Linked DNA regions of Zea mays: region 1 is linked to region 2. The links are chromatin contacts, called in public Hi-C maps. All regions are on one chromosome and are shown on one strand. The core of a region is the stretch at or near the end of the contact, and the rest is flanking DNA. Distances in the headings are between cores, read along the strand shown. Region 1 holds the start of LOC103631778 (alanine--glyoxylate aminotransferase 2 homolog 1, mitochondrial). Region 2 holds the start of LOC100282269 (kelch motif family protein).

The links. Hi-C and Micro-C count contacts between places; a contact is called where the count stands out from the background.
Region 1: a contact with region 2 is called in a Hi-C map of endosperm, with 2.4 times the contacts expected there. The contact joins the promoter of LOC103631778 here to the promoter of LOC100282269 in region 2. A contact is called at or near these places in 6 of 25 Hi-C or Micro-C datasets (bundle sheath, ear, endosperm and 2 more).

What each region holds. Positions count from the first base shown.
Region 1 is chr1:15,473,529-15,480,295 of Zm-B73-REFERENCE-NAM-5.0, forward strand. It overlaps LOC103631778 (alanine--glyoxylate aminotransferase 2 homolog 1, mitochondrial), which reads left to right and starts at 3,970. Exons shown (of 9, transcript XM_008653260.3): 1 at 3,970-4,445; 2 at 4,821-5,051; 3 at 5,121-5,291; 4 at 5,464-5,607; 5 at 5,739-5,918; 6 at 6,040-6,265; 7 at 6,388-6,501; 8 at 6,607-6,693. The coding sequence starts at 4,206.
Region 2 is chr1:15,290,562-15,296,879 of Zm-B73-REFERENCE-NAM-5.0, forward strand. It overlaps LOC100282269 (kelch motif family protein), which reads left to right and starts at 4,915. Exons shown (of 3, transcript NM_001412099.1): 1 at 4,915-5,418; 2 at 5,536-5,599; 3 at 5,705-6,318. The coding sequence starts at 5,821.

The DNA of each region.
Region 1 (6,767 bases), core at 2,720-5,219, 180 kb after region 2:
CATCCAGTTCTTTACTCTAGCACAATTACATCAGAGAGCTTCGGCTTGTGAAAGCCGAAGCAAAGAACTAGTCAGAACGGTTCATCATAATGTCCCTATAGTAGAACACAATCAAAGTAGTTCGGACGATGAACCAAAGAAAGTTTACACTGCCGAAATAGTTTGGCCCGAGCAGGCCAAATCTTTGGCTTGCTACTCCTTGCAGTCAGTTCAAAAGGAACGACAAGAGTAGGTTAAGTTTACATTTAATGTCGGCAAATGTGATAAGATATTCGATGAATTACTAAAAAATGGTAACATTAAAATTGATTATATCGTTCCACCTGCCGACGAACTAAAGCGTCGCGCATACTGCAAGTGGCACAACTCATTTTCACATGCCACTAATGATTGTAATGTGTTCCGACGACAAATTCAATCGGCCATTAATGAGGGACGATTGAAATTTCAGGAGGACACGGAGCCCTTCCCAATGAATGTGATCGACTTTAATGGCAAAAAGGTCCTAATTCGGCCCAACACAGCCGATAAGGGCAAAGACAAAGAAGTCATCATCGGCAACGCACGGGAGGCCGATGGAAACAACAAAATTTCTTGCAGGAAAGTGATGGCTGAGAAGACTCCTGATGGAGGGGAGACACTGAAGGTATCCATCACAAACTCCAGCGCTGGGGGGCAAGCACAGACAAGGGGATATGCGCGAGAACCCATACTACGCATCGCGGACGGTCCGGTGTCTAGGCGCGGACGGTCCGTAACATCACCGGACGGTCCGAAGCGTTCCGACGGACGGTCCGGCAACGTCAAAGAGCCGCGGCAACCACGTACCTTCAAACCACGACGACCAGAAATAGGTACGTGGAAAACTAACACATTCAAGGCAACTGGTCGGTTGGTAAAATCTAGCCCGACCTTTGATCAATTATTGTCTAAATACGTGAAAAAGAAGGCTGGCTCCAGTGACCGGCCACCAAAGGGACCTCGCTTACCCACCCAGGTGCGACGGCAGGTTAGGCCGATTGGACCACCACACCAATCGGAAAGGACGGAAGGTCATAATGTTCAATTAAGACCTAACGTACCTGCATGGACACCTCCACCACCATATCCACCTATGCCATATCCATACACATACATACCTCCACCATATGTCCCAAATCAAATGTGGGGCATGCCACCATATCCATTTGGGATGCCACAGTACCCCGCTTGGGGGGCACCCCAAACATCTGTATTCAATAGGTTGACACCTCCAGTACAAGACCGATTGAGAGCCCCTCAATCTGGTCCACGAGCACAGGCCCAGCAAGATTGCCGAACAACTCAGCCCCAAAGGCTGACTAATCCGGCAGGGGGACATACAGCTATAACCTCCAACAGTACGAAAAAGGGAGAGGTCATTAAAATAGGAGCGACAGATGTCGTCGTACAACAAAATAACGAAGGGCCGATGATTTTTGGTGAATCGGCCAACACAAACAAAAAAGAAAGTGCGACTGTCAATAAAATAGCCGATCCAAAATACTCCATGCCCCGATGGTGTCCATCGGGATTGACACGATCGCAAAAACGAAAATTACAGCGCCTCAGAGCAAAGGAGAATCAGGAAAAAAAGGCAGAAAGAATATTCAATGACACGCATCCGCAGTATCCGCCACCGCAAAAGAGATGGAGACCAAAGGCCGTTGAGAAAAGTCAAACGGCCACAAAGATAGTAAATAAAACAACAACTGTGCATCTCTCTGCAGGTATGGTAGACTGTCCGGCTATAAAGGCCGGATCATCTGCACAGGACGCGGACCATCCGACCCCTGAGGCCGAACCATCCGCACTACACCAAGACACCTCCGACGACGTACCGACGCCCATGGAGGAAGACGACCTGCAAGGAGAAGACCTGGTCGACTACGGAGCTATGCCAGAACACTTAGAGAATTAGGAAGGCAAGGTGACGAATGGGTCAGGACCAGTATGACGCTCGGCGATGTTGGGACTGACAGTTCGATCAAATCTAAAGGGATCACGTCCGTTGAGTCAACCATCGAGACCAAGGCCACTGCGTACCATCCTAGTAAGTGGCAAGATGCCTAAGAAAACCGATGTGATAACATCGAGTTAGTTGCTTTTGGTTCGCTCAGCTCCACCAAAAGGCAGGGGGGCATATGTTCGAACCAAAATTGAGCGCGGACGGTCCGGCCCTGAGGCCGGACGGTCCGCGGTCCGGACGGTCCGCGCCTGTGGGCCGGACGGTCCGCGCGTGCGCAGAACAGATTAGGGTTCCGAGTTTTGTGCTACGGTTGTTAGCTAAAATCATGGGATAAGCTCGGAAATTAGTTTGTAAAGGGTCCAGCCCCCCTCCTCTATAAATAGAGAGGTATACGGCCGATTTGTAATCATCAACAATCGAATCAATACAACTTCTATTTCGCATTTTATCCTAGGAGTAGTTCTAGTCTAGTTTAGCTTTAGCCTTCCAATCCCCAATTCTTCGTCTCTCTTCGACTCTACGTCGATTAGAGGAGTCTAGGTCGGCCGGCCCGAGCCTAGACACCACCTAGGATCTCTCCTCCCCGACGGGGTCCCTCCCGGGAGTGAGATCCAGGCGCCGTCGGCGGTCTTCCGCCGCCCCTGCGCACGCGCGGACCGTCCGGCCCTAGGGCGCGGACCGTCCGGCCGTCAGGCAGGGAACTCGGGCTCCTGCACCAGGTCGCGGACCGTCCGGCCCTGTGCCGCGGACCGTCCGCGCCTGACCAGAAAGCACCGCCGCCTCGCACCAGGCCGCGGACCATCCGGCCCCCGCGCGCGGACCGTCCGCCCCTGTGCAGAGAGCACCGCCGCTGGTTCTCTTGAGTAATTGGCGCCTCCAAAAAGGCGTCAACACTGCCCTTATTAAAAATCGGCACGAGGCCCTCATTCTTAGCTGTTATCACGCAGGGACGATGGACAGCCTGCAACAGCTGCTGCACATCCCTTGGATAGAGGACATGAAAAAGCTGACTAAAATAATTAGTCATACACATTTTCTCCTCCTCATCCTCTCCCTCGACTCCAACCCCCACTCCACCGCTTTGGCACTAAAAAGGTAGTAGAAAAAATAGTCACGGACCATGAGCTGTATCAAGATAGGTACTCCCCCGTTTAACTTTATAATTTATAAGTTATCTTAATTGTATCTCCTGTATGTTTTATAATAAAATCTATTATCCCTATCCTAAATAGTTGTGTTTTTTATTTTTACTTTTTAAGAAGTTGACTATTTTTAGCTTGGAACAAATATATACAAAAAACATTCATATTTGTAGTATATAATTAGTACTGTTAGGTAGATATTTGAACCCATTTTTATTATAAACTTATTTGAAGGCATAAATATTATTAGTATTCTTATAAATCTAACCAAGAAAGTTTGATCAACACGAGTATAAAGTGCGTTTGGTTGCGCACGGGAGAAGAATGGAGCGGTTCCATTCTATTTTATGTATGATTGATTCCTAACAAAAGAGCGGAGTGACTTCTGGAGTCTCATATGAAAAATTATCATAAATAATTTGAATGCTTTCACTTCACCAAAATGATCGGATACGTGCATTTTTCTGGACGCAAGCAATCTCCTCTCCACTACATTCATATGGTTCTCCAACCAAACAAAACACGAAACAACTTTACTCTACTTTACTCTTTAACTAAATAAAAAAATAGAGTGATTATGTTTCGTTTACCAAACGTGGATTAGAATAGTTTCATTCTTAAAAAGCTAGAATAAAGCTATTACATTCAAGTTTACTCTCCAACCAATCATATATTCATATATGGTGGGAGTTAATCTATTTTCCGTGAAAAGCTAAAATCAGCCAGAATTTGGGAGTAACAAATTGTTTAAGGAATATCCTCGTCACGGCCCACGAAACGACTCTCCACTCGCACACGCCATCACTCCCACCAGATAGCCACCAACCGATTCGTCGGCCCACATTTCAGAGCGACGAGTACACGCCGCACCACGTCAGGAAGATAAAATAAAGATCCCACGAGGAGAATCAAGATGCGTCCCTATCGGAATCTGGACCTTTGCCCACCCACTGCCACTAATCCTTCCTACCCTTGCGTGCTTAATCCTTCTTCCATTGCCTTATCTCTCCTTCCTCAGTTTAATCACCAGACGGCCAGCCCTAGCGAGCTCATATTCCGCTCCTGGTTGTCCGTCCATGGCCGCGTCGCTGCTTCGCCGTGGCGCCGTCACCAGCCGCCGGCGATGCCCGGTGGAGATGCTGCGGCGGCTGGTCTCGTCCGAGGCGGCGGCTGATCGGGCACCGTCGCGGCCGCCGCCGGAGATGCCGCCGTTCGACTACCGGCCCCGCCCATATGCCGGGCTGGGTGGCGCCGAGATCTTCGAGAAGAGGAAGGCGGTGCTCGGCCCGTCTCTCTTCCATTACTACCAGAAGCCGGTATACCCTCGGAGTGTTGATCTTAATTAGATCCGTCTCACTCGCTGCTCGTCTTTGTTATCCGTGCGATGAAATAAGATTAGTGTTCCAAAAAGGTGGGGTTCAGTGAACATGTGTTTTTGACCTTCATCACAAAGCAGCGTCTTCTTTGGCGCGACACCAATTTGCTAGGAGAATATTTTTTTATGCGTTTTGCATATGGTGGTTTAGATTCACCGTGTATGTTTCGGGTGAAACTGGACAGCTGGTCATGCTAAATAATCATTGTTGCACAACCACACCGTGTAGTCTTATTCTATAAAAACTTGAAACAGTGACAGAATGACGTTGGCATGCTGTCTGTCTAAACAATTTGCTATTCAATTGTGTTCACAGCTCAACATTGTGGAGGGGAAGATGCAGTACCTGTATGACGAGCATGGAAAGAGATATCTCGATTGCTTTGGGGGCATCGTGACAGTGTCGTGTGGCCACTGCCATCCGGATATTGTGAATGCTGTGGTGGAGCAGACCAAGTTGCTCCAGCACACAACCACCATTTACTTGCACCACACTATTGTAGAGTTTGCAGAGGCACTCACCTCCAAAATGCCTGGCAATCTCAAGGTAAAAGTAATGTCTGTCTGGGTGCAGTCATAACACGCACCATTTCATTTATGTTTTTGGATCCTGCAGGTTGCGTATTTTGTGAATTCTGGGACCGAAGCGAATGAGTTGGCAATGTTGATGGCCCGGCTGTATAGTGGGAATCTCAGTATGGTTGCGCTCAGAAATGCATATCATGGCGGAAGTGCCGGTACGATTGGATTGACTGGTATGCAGACGTGGAAATACCCAATTCCTCAGGTATGTGTACAGTGTATTGCGCTTTCATCAAATTATTTGACTGGTTATGTTTTCAAAGTCACATGTTTGCTGCAGTAGATTCTTAGTTATCAATAATTATCTCCGTTCTACCCAGCAAAAATGTATCCATTTCTTTATTACATCTATCATAGCCTCATAAGAATTTTTGCAGGGTGAAATACATCATGTCATGAACCCTGATCCTTATCGGGGGACTTTCGGGTCTGATGCTGCAGCTTATGCTAAGGAAGTCGAAGAACACATAACTTATGGAAGTTCAGGAAGGGTTGCAGGCTTCATTGCAGAAACATTCCAAGTATAAACTTTGAACAGACCATTTATAAAATGCTAGAACTAATTGAAATAATATGTATCTTTTGTTTATAAACCCAATTCAAAATAACTTATCCTTGTCGCAATCTTGTTGATACACCATCTCTGCTGTAGGGTGTGGGAGGTGCTGTTGAACTAGCTCCTGGATACCTAAAGTTAGCTTATGACATTGTGCGCAAGGCTGGTGGCGTTTGTATTGCTGATGAAGTCCAGAGTGGTTTTGGCCGTACTGGCAGTCATTACTGGGGATTCCAGACACAAGGTGTCATTCCTGACATAGTCACCATGGCAAAGGTCTATCTCCTACTCTAAAATGCAAGCATGTACTAATCAACCCTGGGGGAAATGTCTTCTGTTTTTTTTTGTGGCAACATCTTTCCATACTGATGTGACAATTTGTTCCCCCTGGTTTCAGGGAATTGGCAATGGCCTACCATTGGGGGCAGTTGTGACAACTCCTGAGATTGCAAGTGTGTTAGCTCAAAAAATCCAATTTAACACATTTGGTGGAAATCCAGTTTGTTCTGCTGGTGGGTTAGCTGTGCTTAAGGTTCTTGACAAGGAGAAACGCCAGGCACATTGTGCTGATGTTGGATCTCACTTGTTGGAGCGTCTAAAATCGCTTCAGGAGAAGCACGAAAGTAAAATTTCTTACCTTGATTCTGTTCGTCTACTCTTTCTGCTGTCCAACCTTTTCACTAACCATTTGTTCTGAGAAAAAGATGTTTCCTAAGTCAGCTACTCCTGGCCTTGCTCTTGCCAGTCATAGGTGATGTTAGAGGAAGGGGACTGATGCTTGGGGTGGAACTCGTTACGGACAGAAAGGAGAAGACCCCTGCCAAGTCAGAAACCATTGAACTGTTTGAGAAGCTCAGAGGTGCCGTCTCTCATTTTTCCTGCTCCATGACCATGATTATTTATATTTATTGATCTCTACTTGCCATGACATTTTTGTTTTTTGCTTCATAATACTTGTTAACAGATCTCGGGGTACTAGTTGGAAAGGGCGGTCTGCATGGTAACGTCTTCAGAATAAAACCACCGATGTGCTTTTCGAAGGACGATGCAGGTTCGAAAAGTTCTCAAGTCCAGAAAAAAAAAACTTCAAGTTACCGCATTGCGCGCACAAACTAACAAAAATGC
Region 2 (6,318 bases), core at 3,665-6,164:
TTAAATAACCGGTTTAACAAAACTAAAATATGTACAATACATTTGAGAGTATAACAAATACGTATGTACAAAAAATAAAAATAAAAAATGTCTCTAATATAGATATTTGAGTATAGAGGACGTGATTTAGAGGACGTTGTTGGAAAGGAATGAGATATAGAGGATGTAATCTTTTAGAGGAGACTGTAAAGTACAGATATAGAGGATAGATATAGAGGACGTTGCTGGAGACAGCCTGAGGGGAAAAAAACAAGGCGAAGCTGCGTATATTTTCGCACGGGCCTGCCACCCCAATAACCTTTGCTTTTTATTTTTTTACCGCGTGTATGCAATTTTTTTAATATGACAATCAAAAAAATGCTTCAGAAAATGATATCCAAAACCTAATCATTACCCTATTAATCATATATAACATAACAACCTATAAAAAGGAGATAACTTACTTTGATACAAAGTAACAATGGATCCAAATCAATAATCTAGGTTGATGTCTGTCGTTTCGAAGAATAGAAATGAGCACAAAAACTGACGGCCGAAGAGGCATATTTATAGGCGCGTACCTCGGCGCCGAGATAGTCGCTGAGATCCATGGCGCCTACCTCGGCGTCAAGATCTACGGCGCCGAGGTACCGGGTACGTGCCACGTCAGTTCCACCGTGGCCCGGATCGTAACCTATGCACGCCAAAAAAGTTGGCACCGACACGCAGAAGCTAGGCGCCGGCGCCGAGGTATGTGTCACGTCAGTTTCACCGTGTCCAGGATTCTGACCTATGCACGCAAAAAAAAATTGGTGCCGACATGCAAAAGCTAGACACCAATGATGATGGTACCGTGCCAGGACTCCAATTTTTAAAATAAAACTACAAATGACGTATTTGTGAAAAATAAAGCCCTAAAATGCGAAAAGAAAAATTGGCTCTAGCACCAACCTTTCATTCCGGTCATTGGGGCTATTGATTCAACTGCTCTGACCCGATTCACGGTCCAACCATCGATAAGACTTGAGGCAAGGTGGCAGACCCATCCGTTCTGGCAGCACCTGCCAATGCCTCTCCTCCATCACGTCTTCTCTTCTCCCCTCCATCACGTCTTCTCTTCTCTTCTCCAGGATCGGTGTTCTGCGGTGATGGTTGATGATGATTGGAGCACCATAGAAATTGGGTCGTAGTTGATGGCGACAAGTGCATGGCAGCGTTGAGGTAAGCGACACGATGTTAGGAATTTTGCCATTTTTATGTTTAATTTAATCTAGAAATAACGTAAGTGATAACAATGTGTGTACAAAAAAACTCATATTGATATATAGGGTTGATGATCAATGATTCTATATGCCTGCTAGGAGCAACTATAGGGGTTTGAGAGACGAGGTGTTACAAATGATATTATAGCCGACCCTCACGTTTTTATGGGCATGTGTGGGATATGGATTCAGCCATATGACGCTTGGCGCATGTGGACTTAGAGCGGTCATATAGCAATGTTATATGACGATACTAGACACACAAATGTGTCCAGGTGGAGAAGTTTCTGGTTTGGGATTGATCGACGAGATCGTTGTTCTTCTAATGGGAGTGGCTTGTGATATTGTGGACCAAGTCTTAACAAGATTGATAGAATACTTATATCAATAATGTGTGCCTTCTTTTTTAGAAACCTATAGGTTAAGTGTGCTTTATCAGAGCAATTTTAGGATTAGAAGTTTTTTAGACGTGAACGAGTGAAGACAAAGTACACCTAAAGGACTCGTGAGACATGATTTAATTTATATAAGAAATTTAAGATTAACCTCACTCATCTCTCTTAGACGTATTGACCCTTTTAGCTAAAAAATGGCTCAATGAGTGGTCGAGTTTTAGCGTTAATCTGTTTGAATCCACTCTTACTAAATGTTTTTTTTCGGAACCTGAACTATGAAGCTCCTGCCAAGCATTCAACTGAATTTAGGCGCATGTAAAATCCAACGCCGATGCCTGGGATAGGCATCTCAGGCAAAAAGTGATAAATTAAGCAAACCCTAACTGAGTATAAACGTGGTCTAGTTTTCAGTCTTTTAGCTTTTACAATCGCACTAGATCATGTCGAAGTGCAGTCATGCAGATATGAGCGCTTGGATTACAAGTTAAGCCCATATCTCGGATTTAAGAGCATTAATTCGAGGTTACAATTAGGAACAAAGTAGTAAAGGTCATGACAACGTTAGTTCTTTAATCTTGTCAAGTAAGGTAAGTTTGGGTTCTACCGCACGCCAATATTTATCCGACAGTGCCTTCTTAACGGTAATGCCTTGACAATTAATTATTTGAACACTTAATTCTTGTTTGTTTCCCTACGCGAGAGAGTAGCATTTAGTCGATACCAAAAATAACCTTGCAGTTATCATTAATCACTATAGTAACTTCCATCGTCCTTATATTACAAAAGGCATGGTTAATGGTTGTCGACGACGAATTTCAGTAATAACAACCGCCCACAGTCCCACCTTTGGCTACTACTGTAGGTACGTACACCTATAGTGAAGTATATTACAAGTTTCGTGTTGTAACATAACAATAGTAACTTATTCATGAATAGTAACTTTTTTCTATCTTCATTTTTAGCATTGACAGCCGCATTTGGTCGTGGCGAAGTGCGGACATGGGCTTCGATTATGGCTTTTGTCACCACATATCTTCAATCTTGTTAACCAAGCTAAGATTGATCTCCACTGCCAACGTTTTTCCAGCACAACCTTCTTTCACACCAAGTTGTTGTTTAAACCGTTTAATTAATCCTTTTTTGTTCACCTAAGTCAAAATGTATTTAGTCCCTACCAAAATAAATTTGTAGTAATCAATAGTCAATATTGTTGTCCTTGCTAAAGAAAAGCAACGGTTAATGGTTCTTGCTGAAATTAAGTAATAATTAATGGCCCTTCCCCGTTAACTACACACCAACAGGTGAGTATCTAACAAGTTTCTTGTGATAAGAATAATAAGGCCATATTTATCATAGCTTCTCCAACAATTTTATAGTTGTTGCCCGCCGGGGCACAGTCGCCAGCAGCGTGGCAAAAGAGACAAATTGTTTTCATGACACTCCATGCCTTCAATTTTGTTAACAAACTTAGGGCTGATTTGCTGGTTAGGGATCCCGAGGGGATCTATGGGGTAGTAATTCCCTTGTTATTCAAAATTAAATTGCAAGGGAATTTCTCCCCATGGATCCACTCGGGATCACTGATCACCAAATCAGTCCTTAGGCTATGTACGGTTGTTTGCCACCAGGCGATATTTTTCCTCCACGACCTTTCTGACATCTTGATGAGTATTATTTTTTCCCACCACCAGATATACAATATGGAATTTTCAGTTGTTCTAAATCAAAAGTTTTTTCAGTTGCTCTAACAGTTCAAATTAGCTACTGTTCTATTCTAGCACAAAAATTCTAATAATGTAAAGGCAAGTATTGAATGTTCAAATATATACTCAAAGTAAAGAAGGGTTAGAAACACGACAATATTTGCTTGAGGTATGAGAATCGACACTCCCACTAATCCTTGTTAGAGCACCCGCGCAAGATTGTCGCCCCTTAATCTGTGCAAGGATTTGGTGCCGCCACGTATTCGGTGTGGAACATGTACTATGCTCCTGCAGCACCACCACATTGTTTCAGGAGACGCCTAATGCAACGCGAAAGAAGGTTGCATCCGCAGCCTGGCTCACACACACAATCGTGTCACTGAAAAAACAAATTCATCTTGAGCAGCATGCGCATGCAAGTAGAATAAGAAGAGAAAAATACCAGCAACCGAACCGATACAGATAAAAGATAAAGCATAGTAATTAAGGGCACTTTTTTTTACATCCGTATCCGTGCTCAGTTGCAGATGTGTACAGTGATTAAGGACACTTTTTTTCCGTATGGAGGCCACGATAGGGGCGACTGGGCGTTGTATGTACGTACATACGTACGTACTGGCGTAGTATGCAAAAGAGAACGATTACTTGACCTAGAAACTAGAAAAGAGAAGCCATTGAAGATTCTTTGCAGGGCCACTCCATTATGTCTTCACGCTCATAATCAATGCACTGATTATCTGTACACATTTTAAATCGGAATAGTGGTTGAATTGACTTTAAGCCGGTGGTTGTACGTGTATATATATACACTCCCCTCCATCTATAGCCTGCAACGATGACGAATAACGAAGACAACGACCGGCAAATAGGAAGCATTTGTTTATATTTGTGGCAGCGTCGTGGCAGAATACTGTACTCTAGTTCACATAAAAAAAAGGTTCTACGGCTGGCAATCAGCATCCGATCGATGAAAAGAAATTGAAAGGATACGTGGCATGTGTTTGTTTGTTAACTTGCATTGCTAATACCTGAACAAGTTATATATATAACCGGCCGGTCGTCAACCACCTTTTCAGTCCGATTTTGTGTCGAGGGTAGGGAGTAAAACTGGGACAACCTCATGTCATGAGCGAAAAATTAAATCTAGATCTTAAAATTCATTGCAGCATGAATCTGAAATCCATCGTGAGAGGCAGGGCAGTGGCGGGGCACGGACTCTGACGGATGAGGGAGAGGACGCGATCGGTCGAGGGAGGATCCATGGAGAGAGAGAGAGAGAGAGGGAAGAGATTCATAGAGTTGGTGAAGTATCATTTGAAGAGTTTTAATCTGATCATTATTATATTCATCAATTTGATGAATCTAGATTTCATGGAGTTATTCTATTTGACCATTTTTTTTAAATAAAGGTCGGCTGTTTTTGGTGAACGTAAGTAAAGTCGATGGGGGCTGTACAGTGCGAGAGCGCAGCAGAAGATGCGAAGGGCAGAGTAATCCACGTCAGCCTCAGGTGAGCTGGGACGGTGGCCGCTCCTGCCCTTTTCTATTTCTGAGCCCTGCGCGGCTTCCAATTCCGACGAGCCAAAACAGACGGACGCACACAAAAGCGAAAGGGAGGAGAGAGAGGGGCAGGGCAGAGCAGGAGAGAGAAATTCGATAGGGTTCCCATGCCCCTTCCCCACCGGCCACCACTTGCCAAGCGAAAGCGGGAGTGAAGGAGGGGAGAGTCCCATTTCCCCAAGCCCTACACGAGAGAAAGAGAGAGAGGGGGGAGCAGAGGAGCACGCTACGAGAGAGGGAGGTCGAGGGAGACAGCAGAGGCTGCAGCAGAGGCCAGAAGCATTAGAAGCGGCAGTTGTAACCAAGTGGCATCAGAAGATAGAGCCAGCCATCCGTCTATCCATCTATCTAGCTCTACAGGTATAAATCCTCGCGCATCGGTAGGGGGCGAGGGGAGGACCGGGAACCGGAGGGGATTTCTCGGGGGTGGAGTGGCGGCCAGGACCTCTGATTGGGCTCCAGTGCGCGATCTTTGAACGCAGATTTGGTGCCCGCAATCTGCCATGGATTTGGTTTAAGGTGACCTCCTTTTCCTTATTTTGGCGTCTTGCTTGGCTGGCCCGGATTCCTGTCATCCGACTTATCGCCGAGCTGAGAAAGAGATTTTGTTTTTTTTTTTTGTTTTCTTCTTCACAGATTTGGTGAGATCGGTCGGGTTCGCGCTGCAAGATTAGATTTTTGTGCCTGTTTTATTCACGAGGTTCGTGCTCCCCAGATCTCACGTCTTCACCTGTTCTTGATCCCTTTGTTCCCGTTGATATCATCCCCGCTTATTTTTTTTTCTATTCGATTATGTCGCCTGCAGATCGCAACAACGATATTGCTAAGCAAGATAAGATTTCAACTTTTTTTCCCCTGGATCGATCTCAGATTAGGAGGAGCAAATAAAGCAAGAATAGAAAGATTTTTGGGGGAGAAGGCATGATGCTGGAAGGGAAGTCCTACCTTGTGTCACGCTCCGTGCCGAGCTCCTGCGAGCCGGAGGCGGAGTGGGAGTACCTCGCCCACGCGGTCCTCAGCGGCAAGCGCCCGGCGCCGGAAGATGACGTCGAGGTCGAAGACCCGGACGAAACTGGCAGCGGCGGCAAGCGCAGCAAGCCGCCATCTCCGCAGCCGCACACGCCGGACATCTGCGAGGGCCACGGCTCCAACCGCCACGCAACCGGTTCCGGAGAGCAGCGGATCACCGGGAGCAACCCCATGACTTCGATCGGTCGTGACCTGACCCTCAATTGCCTCCTCCGGCTATCTCGGTCCGACTACGGCTCGGTGGCCTCCCTCAGCCGGGACTTCCGCTCCATGGTCCGCAGCGGGGAGATCTACCGGCTGCGGCGCCAGAACGGGGTGGCCGAGCATTGGGTCTACTTCTCCTGCAACGTTCTCGAATGGGATGCCTACGACCCATACCGGGAGCGGTGG